3 separate regions of the Zea mays genome follow, and regions 1 and 3 are each linked to region 2. The links are chromatin contacts, called in public Hi-C maps. All regions are on one chromosome and are shown on one strand. Each heading gives the region's core, a stretch centred on a gene start, on an enhancer-like site or on the middle of the called end of the contact. The rest is flanking DNA. Distances are from core to core; before and after follow the strand shown.

The links. Hi-C and Micro-C count contacts between places; a contact is called where the count stands out from the background.
Region 1: a contact with region 2 is called in a Hi-C map of tassel, with 2.5 times the contacts expected there. The contact joins the promoter of LOC100383281 here to the promoter of LOC100274470 in region 2. A contact is called at or near these places in 2 of 25 Hi-C or Micro-C datasets (ear and tassel).
Region 3: a contact with region 2 is called in a Hi-C map of leaf, with 5 times the contacts expected there. The contact joins the promoter of LOC100193792 here to the promoter of LOC100274470 in region 2. A contact is called at or near these places in 4 of 25 Hi-C or Micro-C datasets (ear, leaf, leaf mesophyll and 1 more).

The regions. Positions count from the first base shown.
Region 1 is chr7:106,378,410-106,382,092 of Zm-B73-REFERENCE-NAM-5.0, forward strand. It overlaps LOC100383281, which reads right to left and starts at 2,085. Exons shown (of 3, transcript NM_001175941.1): 1 at 1,829-2,085; 2 at 1,492-1,696; 3 at 1-1,360. The coding sequence starts at 1,297. The coding sequence ends at 185.
Region 2 is chr7:106,656,895-106,660,933 of Zm-B73-REFERENCE-NAM-5.0, forward strand. LOC100274470 reads right to left here and starts at 2,611. Exons shown (of 7, transcript NM_001148829.1): 1 at 2,163-2,611. The coding sequence starts at 2,548.
Region 3 is chr7:106,959,754-106,963,455 of Zm-B73-REFERENCE-NAM-5.0, forward strand. LOC100193792 reads right to left here and starts at 1,733. Exons shown (of 2, transcript NM_001138877.1): 1 at 905-1,733. The coding sequence starts at 1,657. The coding sequence ends at 908.

The DNA.
Region 1 (3,683 bases), core at 835-3,334, 280 kb before region 2:
AGTTAAGATGTCTGGAAATTGCAATTATTATCGCTAATTAGAATCCAGAACAGCACACCATCTTAAGCTGACTAACACGTAACAGCTTGGTCGTTCATATAAGAAAAAAGAAACGATAAGATAAAAGATAATGTAAAGATGTAAACTGAGAACCACCTTGAAAGCAAGGGGCAGCACACCACTGTCACTGTATCTGCTTGAAGTAGTAGTCTTTACGCAGAGGAACTATGCTCTCAATGAAAGTATGTGTGCTAAAGGAAAAGTCAAGCTCTGGCCAGGCTGTTGTCAGTTCTTCTGAACTTGAACTTGGGTCAAAACAATATAGATTCCTAGCCAACAACTGCACCCAAATTTTTCCACCGTGGAAGAGTGTGTGTTTCGGAGTAAAATAACATGAAGGCATCAACCAAGGCAAGGAGAAGTGGTATCTGTGAGTCCAGCCCTGCTTATCATGGCTATTGAGCATCAGTATGTCCATTGTACGAGGCGGACCTTCCAATGCACCATCGACAATCAACAAGCATAGCTTTCCCTCAAGCTCTGCCAAAGAGCAATGACCTCCATAAGATTTGTGTGGAGGAAGCATCATCACATCAAATTTTTCGCTCTCAAGATTCAAGCAGTTGATACGCGATGAAGCAATGTAGCGGAACTTTGTCAGATAGTATACCATCCCATTCACATGCACCCCTCTGTCAGTCGGAGCACCATGACAGCTCCCAACTTGTCTCCAGACACCGACTCCAATCGTGTATATCTCACAGTGTACCTTGAACGGGTCATTGTGAGCTCCTGGATAGAAATGCACCACCTTGTGTTCCCTTTTTTGTGGGCAAAACCCCAAGCAGTGCCAATTGCAGGACGAGAACTGGCTGCTCCCTGCCGTGTACATTGGCATCGGCAACATTAAAGATTCACCAGTCGTTGGGTTCAGCACCTCGACAGCTCCTGTGCTGTCACCTAGGCAGAGCAGGCCATTGCAAGAATTGTGCACGAAGACGCTCCGAGACGCCGCGGGCCTTGACAGCTGGTACATGGATGCGTTGTTGTCCGCGAGCACCATGGCGAGCGACCTGTCGTTTCCCCTGTCAGTCGCAAAGAGCAGCAGCTTCTGCTGGCCACGGCTCAGGTGCTCATGGATGAAGTGTGGATCTGTGAGCACGGACATCCATGACTTGCACACCAGTCTGCAGGCCGCGAGCGCACGGGCAGGCAGCCTGCGGAATACCTCGGTGAGGGCATCGTCGCAAATCAACCGGGCAGGATCCTCCACTGCTCTAGCTTTCTTGTGCTCCATCACTTCCCTGCTAGGCCAAGACAAGTCCGCAGCTAGCCGGGACGGCACAACTGCCAACGCCCACTGGTTTTTTTGCATCCACAAAAACAACCACTCATCGTTTTAGTTTCTTCACGAAAAAAACAGCAAAAATAGCAAATCCGCAAGGAACAGCAAAAATCCACTAATATATGAGAATTAGAAAAAGCCGATACCTATCATACAGATACAGACCAGACAGCCAGAGCCACCACGCAGGATGCCCCCGCCCCACTAGTAGTCCTTGAATCAAGGAAACGAATCGCTCAATTTCAGCGCAACAAGCCGAAAAACAAACGGACCGAAGCGATGAAACGCCGCCACGAGATGCGAGCATGCATTGCAGCCGCCGAGACCCCGCCTCCTGAACCCCCCACGCACCTGCCAGGAGCAGCGAAATTAAGAGCGGCTCCACACGGCCCCAACGAACTCAACAGCACATGGTAGGTGCGAGCGACTCGGTGTCGAGCTCTTGTTGGCAAGTAAAAAGAAGAGAGAAGAATCCCAACCTACCGGCCGGCCAAACCGAAGAAGCGATCCTCTGGAATCGGGCGTCGCGGGAGGCGGAGATCAGCGCGGCGGAACACGACGAGGCCGAGCGGTACAGCGCATCGGGCTCACCGACCGATCAGCGGCGGGCGGCGGGCGGCGACTTTGCCCTTTTCCTCCACCCGTCTCTGCCTCCTCGGTCGCGCTAGTCGGCTTCGGTTCTGTTTGTTGTTTTGGAAGGGGTCGTGGTGTGGTGGGGGGAGAGAACGAGAAACGGAAGCTTGGATGGGTGGGTGGGTGCCGCGGGGGTATCGCCGTGTCGACGCGGTAGGAGACGGGGATAGGAGGAGGGAGCGCGTGGGACACGAATCGCGAGGCCGGCGGACGGGACGGTGGGGACTGGGGCCCCGAATGTGCGCGCTTGGGCGGGCCCCTTCCCTCGTGCCCGGGCCCGCTGCGTCGCTGTTGTCGCCGTAGCGAGAGAGGGAGAGGTCCTGTCGCCGTGACGACGTCTCCGAGAGGAGCGTCGCGATAGGCCGATAGCGGTGACGTCGATGTTGCTGTGCTGTCGGCTGATCCACGTCACATTTTTTCCCTCGTAGAATAGGACCGACGACTATTCTCTTCAATCTCTCGTGTTGTGGGATGAATGTTGCATAAGATATTGCGTAAAGTTATATGGATTGACGTGGAAATATATAATGGCTATTTGGTTAACTGCTTACACGTACAATATACTCCTACGTCTCAAAATATGATTTGTTTTAGATTAAATATGTATTCATTAGTTAACTTATAAAAACTATAATTATTACTCCCTCCGTGCAAAATATATTTTGTTTTAGACTAATTATATATTCATTAAGTAATATATGAATTTAATTTACATATATGTCTATATTCACTATCATTTGAATTTGAATGATTATGGACAGAAAAAATGAGCTAGAAAAAACGAGACCGAGGGAGTATCATTTATTTGAATATCGACGGAAAAAACTTAAAAAGTATATTTTTAAGATGGAACAAGTATTTAACGTGCGAGGTTAACGTATTGTTGGCATCGATCCAGGCGCCAAACATTTGGGAGTTGTTTCGCTCGGCGAGCTCTCTGCGGTGGCATGAACGTTCCGCGGTCTAGGGCCAGACGGTCCGCGACCTAGCAGCAAGAGCAGGGTTTCCTGCACTGTGCTGGACAGTATGCGGCCTAGTGCTAGACGGTCCACGACCTAGCAGCAGGAGCGAGGTTCCTGGACTACGCTGGACGGTTCGTGCCTAATGGTCGGACGACCCGCGTGTGCGTGGAGTGGCGGTGTTCACCAACAGCACCTGGATCTCACCCCCGGGAGGGACCCCGTCAAGGAGGAGAGATCCTATGTGGGGGACAGATATCTCCCGGGTCCACTAGAAGGATAAAAGACCTCACGAAAGGCCCAAAGGCCCCATAATTCGTAAGGCCATCCCCTCGTAGGCCTGGGAGGAACGACCAGTGGAGCGGATTAACGCAAGGCCGGGTCGGCGCAAGCCCAGACGGCCCAACAAATTCGAGCAGTAATCACAACAGTGACCCGACCTTCCCGCAGGAGCCCCGTACAACGGAACCAAGCGAGGATGGGTCGGCTGAATTATAGGAGGATAGACTCAGATGGTTCACTATTTCTTAGGCACGCGTTGTTATCATATCTGCATGTAATGCCTCACGGTCGAGTATATAAGGCCCAGGGGGCACCCCTTCAGAACAATCACTCATTACTTAGCCATTCACCCCGCTCTCTACGTTTTCCAGCACTAGAGAACTCCCTTGTAACCCATCACATAAAGCACTCTCACCAGGACGTAGGGTGTTACGCATCTCAAAGCGGCCCGAACCTGTACATCA
Region 2 (4,039 bases), core at 1,361-3,860:
CAATGGCAGAGCTGCCCAAGGTCTGGGAGCATCAATTTTCTCCAACCAAAGCCATCTAACCCTTAGGGACAAACTCATCATTTGGAGGTTAGAAATGCATAAACCCCCATACTGAAGAGGTCTAGCAACCTTATCCCATGCTACCAAACACTTCCCTCCATTGGTTGATTCCTTTCCTGCCCAAAGAAAACCTCTTCTTCTTCTGTCAATGGCTTTGATCACCCACTTAGGCAACTCTAAGGCGAGCATATGGTGAATTGGAATTGCAGAGAGGACAGCTTTTACTGTAGCTAACCTTCCTGCCTTTCATAAGAGAGGCTTTCCAAAGAGGGAGATTGTTAGCTACCTTATCAATTAACACTTGCCAATCTGCTTTATTTGTTTTTTCTGTTGTTAGGGGCAGCCCCAGATATTTGCAAGGGAAGTCTTTCACTTCACAGGATAAAACATTAGTTACCAAACTGGTTTACAGTTGAGCAATTGATTGGGATAATAACATTAGCACTAACTCTTTGGAATGCGAAAAGCTTGTAAGTTTAGCCGAAGCCCTATGATACTAGATCCGCCCCCACAAACACATAGTGGCTGCTCAAGCTAGAATTGACTAACCCCAATCAAAATGACTATACGCGGAAGCAAACATCCAATCGCTGAAATATTAGTTGGAGAATTACTGTGGAAGTTGACAAAAATGTAATCACACAAAACAGTAATTGTACTTGAAGACCATGCTGAAGTTGCTTGAACTATGCATTGTTAGATTGTGGACTTGTAATCATGTGCTTGCATGAGAAATATTCCATACAGCACCAGAAATACAGTTCAGTATTTCACACCCGAACAATGGTAGGTAAAGCACTCGAATCTTCAAAAACCGTAAATCTACAATACAAATTAGTATATTTTTAGTAAGTTTCATATGCTTATTGCTAGGCAAAGGATCACCAAACAACCGAATATGCTAACCTCTAAGAAAACACCAAACAGGATGTGTAGGGTCACTGAATCAGTAGCAACAGTCATATGCTTAAAAAAATACAAAATTCTATTTCTAGTAGGAACAGCTGTTACCACCAGGAATTGTCTTTACCACCAGAACAACTGTAGCATTCACTAAACTAAAGAGACTGAAATGGGCACTAACTACTACACAGTACTTTGTTAGTTATAAAAACTTCCCACCCTACACAGTGAGCAAACTGCAAACCCTTAATAATCCAAATACTGGAAAATATCCTACATCTATCATCGGACATACCTTGACATCAAGCTACCTAGGACATTAGAGTTCTCCTTGTTGCTTTCTGTAAAAACTGTTGTTCAGGAATGCATGTCAAGTTATTTAGGACATTAGGGTTCTCCTTGTTGCTTTCTGTCAAAAAATATTATGGGTCCGTTTGGCTGCTGGTAAATGCAGCTGTTGGTGACTGTCAGTACAGTAAATTTGCGAGATGAGGCTGCTGAAGCAGCAGCTGGACAAAAGCATATTACAAGCAGCCAATCAAAAGTACAAAAGCACCTAATTCCTATATAACCAAACTACACACAAGTTTGCTCCATGACCTACAAAACCAATAAGTTCCCAACATGTAAATAAACCAAGTATGGCATACATATGCACTTCCACAAATTTGGGAACATGTCCGGTGTAATTAATCATGTTGGTGCAAGTGTGACTGCTATTTTACATTTAACGATGACTGCTATTTATCAAGCGATCTAGTGCATCCAATCAAAATCCAATGGTGTCTGCTATTTTACATTTAACCCCTTCTAGTTAAAACCTAGTAACTATTTTACATTTGTAACCCCTTCCATATGAAACCATTGAATCTAGATTAGATGTTCTGAATGATTTGAATGCACAATTGCACCAAATGAGTGATTGCAAAGGATATGTCCCCCACAAATTTAGCCACATTTTACTTCAAACTTTTAGGGTAGTCACGAGAAGATCCAAAGCATCATTTTCAGATAGGAGTCAAACTAATCAGCTCACTAAACCCCCATGAACTGATGCAGTTCAACTATGGATCACAGCCAAATGACACACGCACACCACGTTTTCCAACTACCCACTTTGCAGCAGTCACACTGGTGATCAAACAGACAGATCCATCATTCGAACAGAAATCAATCCGAGACAGTGATATCCAGCTCACCTCACATCGACGCCTATGAGCTTAGGCGCGATAACCTCGTTGATGTTGCGCACAGCTTGGAGTACGCCCTTCCCGCCGTATACGGCCTTGTCACCGTCGCGGAGCTCCAGCGCCTCGTAGATCCCCGTGGACGCCCCGCTGGGCACCGCGGAGCGGTGGAGGCGTCCGTCCCCGGCGACGAGGTCGACCTCGACGGTGGGGTTCCCGCGGCTGTCCACGATCTGCCGCGCGCGGATCGATCGCACCGCCTCTGCTCCAGCTGCCGCCTTGGCCGGAGACAAAGCGGTGGAGATCGCCGCGCGGATGGCGACGGCGCGGCGCGATGGAGTTGCGGCGGCGGGGAGGAGGGACTTCGGGGAGGGGAGCACGAGGTGCGGGTGGGCCATGTGTCGGAGGCGGAGGGTGGCGAGCCTGGGAGGAGGACGAGGCGAGGGTTTACTTATATGGCGGCGGGCCACGGTGACGGTGGCGGCGAGGTAGAGGTAGAGGTCGTCGTGCCTTTTTGCTGGGTCGGGCGGAGGCGGCGAGGTGGCATTGGCAAGGGGTTTCGGCGAATAAATTTTTTGAATAAGGCGGGGTTGGTGGAGGCGACGGATCGGAGGTGGCAGGTGGGGCTCGCGTGCCATTGAGAGTCTGCTGCTTTTGCTGGTCGTTGGCCTTTGAGGTGGCGCGTGGCCGGGTGGGTTGGTCTGGCGCAGGCCTAGGCGTGGGAAAAAAATTCCGTGCGAACTGGCCGCAACACACATCACAGTGAAGCGGTCTGGATTGGTTACGCGTGATAATCTTATCGGTTAGGCCTTGTTCGTTTGTGTCGGATTGCACCCGGAATCGTTCTACCTAATCAAAGTTTATATAAATTAGAGAAGCAATCCGGTTCGGAATCATTCCGACCCACCAATCCGGTAGAAACGAACAAGGCCTTAGGCCTTGTTCGTTTCTGTCGGATTGCACCCGGAATCGTTCCAACTAAGGCCTTGTTCGTTTGTGTCGGATTGGTGGGGCGGAACGATTCCTAGCCGGATTGTTTCTCTATTTTATATAAACTTTGATTAGTTGGAACGATTCCGGGTGCAATCCGACGTAAACGAACAAGGTCTAATCAAAGTTTATATAAATTAGAGAAGCAATCCGGTCAGGAATCGTTTCGACCCACTAATCCGGCAGAAACGAACAAGGCATTAGCTGGACAGACACATATAAACCTACGCGCAACGCCACCTTGTCTTCGACTCGGCTCGAGATGTGAAGACTAAAAAGGATCACGGCTCGACGCTTTGGTGTTGGGAGAGATGTGCGGCTGGATTGCAATGTTGCCATAGACTGTTGAGTTCGTGTAGCTGTTAGACGAGATTTGTAAGATGGGAAGCTGGAACGAGGAGGCCTGCCCCATGTCTGAATCTCAGGCCACTAAGCGTTTGATGAAATGACAAAAAGAGTTCTGGCCGAAGAAAAGCAGCAATGTTACAAATATAAAAATAGAATAAACATGAAATTTACCTTGTCATCTAAAATATGGAATGTTTGAGTCCTTATACAAAATAAAAACCAAAGAGTAAAGTCATATATTTTCATTATCTAGCACTCCATCAAAATGTAATTGGCTAATAGCTGATGCAGCATCTTTATCAACTCCAAATAAGAGACTGGTGTATCCTTCTTGTATACTACGAGCATCCATCATAGAAGAAGTCATGTGCATATTAAAACCCGGCATTGTGGCATTAGCATAAGAACCCTGACTTGATGGAATTATCGTAGTTGAAGGTTGGCCATATATCGTGTGGCAAGCTATTAGGTTCAATTGTACTGGCATCGAGGTTCTATGTCACAGGATATAAAATCATGCATTAAACTTACATGTTAAGTATAATATAAAA
Region 3 (3,702 bases), core at 483-2,982, 300 kb after region 2:
GACACTACACATGTACTTGGAATTATCTCTTACCCAAGTGAGGTGCTGTGCGCCTGTGCCAACAGTATCAAAACCATTAGTGTACAGACACGATGTTTATGAGCACGAATATTTAGGGCATGTTTGGTTCAGCTTTTTCTGATCAACTTTTCTGAGAATCTGACTGTGGAGAGAATCTGACTGTAGGAAGAATATGAGTATCGTGGGCATTACGTGCAAAGAAAAATTAAGTGGTGCAAAGGTTTCAGGATCTAGAAAGCGACGGATTCCTACTATCATGACAACTCGGCCGATTCTGTGTTCATGTTGATTTTGGATGATTTTTACCAAAGCAATTTTTATAGAAGCGGTCTGAAAAGCTGGATGTTTGATAGTCCAGAGTACCTTTTGGTGGCCAGAAGCTGAAAAAGCCCAAACAAACAGTGCCTCAGAAGGAAGAACCATCCATTTTTTTCCCTTTCCTTACGACAAGCTAGCACTATAAACATATCATATGTCCTCATAATATCATAAAACAAATGCCATTAGGCACGGTATCTATTAGAGTAAAGTGGTGACTGTGAGTAAGTGATATACAATTATGCAACTCAGTAAATATCATTCATTGCAAGCTACAAATGTAATGCAGGAGTTAAGGAAAGCTTCTTGTAAAGCATTTAGAAGTAGATTTTGGTATCACCGCTGTAAGACAAAAGAAACTAGTAGCAGGTTGTTTCACTAAGGATTCTTCCATCCTGATTAGTCCACTGTAATACAATCGCCATAAATCTCCTAGTTGATCGCACACTACCATGTCAATTGCTAAATCGGCGAAGAATCAGTATCAAGTTTAGAAGTTCCTACTTAAACAGAGCACTAAATGTAAATAGATCACAGAGAAGCGAGAACAAGAAGATTATCTCACCTCTCAGTCCGCTCCAGCGCTGCTGCCACCGCCGAGCGGGTAGGACACGAGCTCCCTAACGGTGGCCCCGACCTCGACGAGCGCGATGTCCATCCCGTACCCGGAGACGGGAAGCAGCTTGAGCTCTCGGAGCACGCAGAAGGCCTCCGCCATGCGGCCGCGGGGCACGTCGACGGCGACGGCGCACCGCGGTAGCCAGTGGTCGGGCCGGAACGCGTCGGGGACCTCGACGCCAGCGTCCTTCCGCAGCAGCTCGCAGAGCTGCGCATGGAGGCCGAGCAGCGCGGCGGTTGGAGTGGGCGCGAGGAAGAGAACGTTGTCGTGCGGGGAGGAGGAGGCGGAGGCTGGGAGCGCGGCGAGCGAGGAGAGCGCGAGCGCGAGCGGGTCGAGGCGCGACGCGAGCGCGCGGAGCGAGGGTGCGAGGCGGAGGAGCGGATCCCCGCCCGCGCCGGTGCCAGGAGGCGGGAGCGCGGCGGCGGGGAGGTGGAGCAGCGGGAGGTGCGGGCGGGCGGCAGCGTCGATGAGGCGGCTGCCTAGCTGCCGCCGCGCCAGCGCGTTCCACGCTTTGAGCACCTGGTTCTCCAGCGCCGGGTCGAAATAGAGCTCCACGGCGTAGTAGAATCCGGTCGCGAAGGTAGATGGCGGAGGCGGGGCAGCCCGGGGCGTGCCCGGAGGAGTCGTCGAGACGGCGGGGGCCGAGGGGCAGCCGCCGCCGCCGGCCCCGGCTGCGGAGGGCACGGTGCCTTGCGCCATCGGGGATGGATTCGGGATTCCGACGGGGGGGGGCGGTGGGGAGGGGCTGGGGTTTTTCGACACGAATCGATCGAGGAATTCGGAGGAGAGAGATCTCGTCACGAATCGAGTCGGGGGGTAGATGACTCCGCTCCGGACTCACTGTAGTGCACGGTGTAGTGGTGTACCGTGCACGCTTTGGCCTCGCTCTGCCTCTGCTGCGGACTACGGTCCAGTGGGGAGTCACTGAGAAGTGGGGCGGCATGTTGCGGTGGACTGGTGGTAAACGACGGGACCAACTGCTGAACACAAAGGAATTGATGGACATGTTCCCAATTTTGATTAGGAACGCGTAGCCATATTTAGGCCGTTTGCAGGATTCTATTCAAAGTTTACCAAAACAATATTGTTTTACTGTACTGTTCGCATAGTAGAGTTTGAATATGAGTATAGGTATAGATAAGCTGCTAGAGATAGCTATAGATAACAGCCCGGGCTGAGCCAGCTCGCTTAGATTCAGTGTAGCTCGGCGAGACGAGGCTCATGAGCTTACAACCAGCCGAGTCGAGCCGATTTTTTTAGCTCGAAAATTCCTCAGACCGAGTCGACCCAGCTAGCGTGGCACGTGCGCGTGCGGCCCAACTTTTCAAATTCAACGACGTCAACAGAGTAATCGAGCAAGTCTCGTAGTCACAGCCATCCGTACGATGAGAACTGAGACGTGCTTGTTGGGCACTGACACAAGCGGACACGCTATCACGTGGATCCAAACACTTAGAAAGCAAGTGAGATCTCAGGTGCGCGACAAGACAAATAGTAGGAAATTGTAGCTTCTGGACCCATGTGAAGTCCTTGGCACCTCGCATCACCTTTAGAAATGATAGGCTTCGCTTGACTGACTTCGAGATGAATCTGTTCACAGCTGCGATGTGGTCGGTTAGCTTTTGGACCTCTTTCATTGTATGTGGCGGATGCATTTCTACTATGGCCCTGATTTTATTAGGGTTCACCTCAATGGCTTTCCTTGATACTATGTAGCCCAGAACTCAGCCCCTGTGGATGCCGAAGATACATTTTTTGGGTTGAGCCAGAGTCTGGCCTCTCTCATGTTAGAGAAAGTCTCTACCAAGTCTGACAGCTGATCAGCTTTTCTTTTGATTGCGACGACAATGTCGTTGACGTAGGTGAAGATGTTTCTGTCAACCTGGTCCTTGAGTATTATAGACTGCGTGAGGCGGGAGAAAGTGGACCCGGTGTTTTTGAGGCCTTTGGGCATCCTCACAAAACAATAGGTGCTGAAGGGGTGACGAAACTAGCATTCAGCTTGTCCTCTTCGCTGAGGGATATTTGGTGGTAGCCTAAGAAACAATCAAGGAGGGACATGACTTCACAGACTGCTGCCGAGTCGACTATCTTGTCGATGCGAGGGAGTGGGAACTCGTCTTTAGGGCAGGCCTTGTTTAGGCAGGTAAAGTCAATGCACATGCGCCTCTTTCTGTTTTTCTATTTCACCATGACAACATTTGCGAGACATACTGGGTAATCGATTGGCTCGATGATTTTTGCGTCCAGGAGTTGTTGGACCTCAGCCTTGGTTGCCTCTGTCTTCTAATCTGACATTTTGCGGAGGCGCTGCTTCTTGGGTTGCACGGAGGGTTGATGTGTAGCCTGTGCTCGGCGATATTTCGGCTAACTCTGATCAGGTCGGATGACGACCAGACGAAGACATATTTATTTATGTGCAGGCAGTCGAGCAAGCTAGCTTCCTGCTATGGGGCTAGGCCTTTCCCGGTTAACACAACATGATTGGGTAGGGTCGTGTTGAGGGGTAATTTCTTGGCCCCTTTATCACTTTGGCTTGTCGGTCTTTGCCGATGTATCTGGGCTACGCCGGTGTGTTGGCGTCCAAGCAATGGACATTCCGCTGCTCGGGGACAAAGTCTCTTTCTATGTTACAGGCCATCTGCTAATCACCGAAGACTGTAATGACTCTGCTAGGTCCTAGGATCTTCATGCATAGGTACAACCCGTGGATTGTTGCTTTGAAGGCATTGATAGCTCTTCAG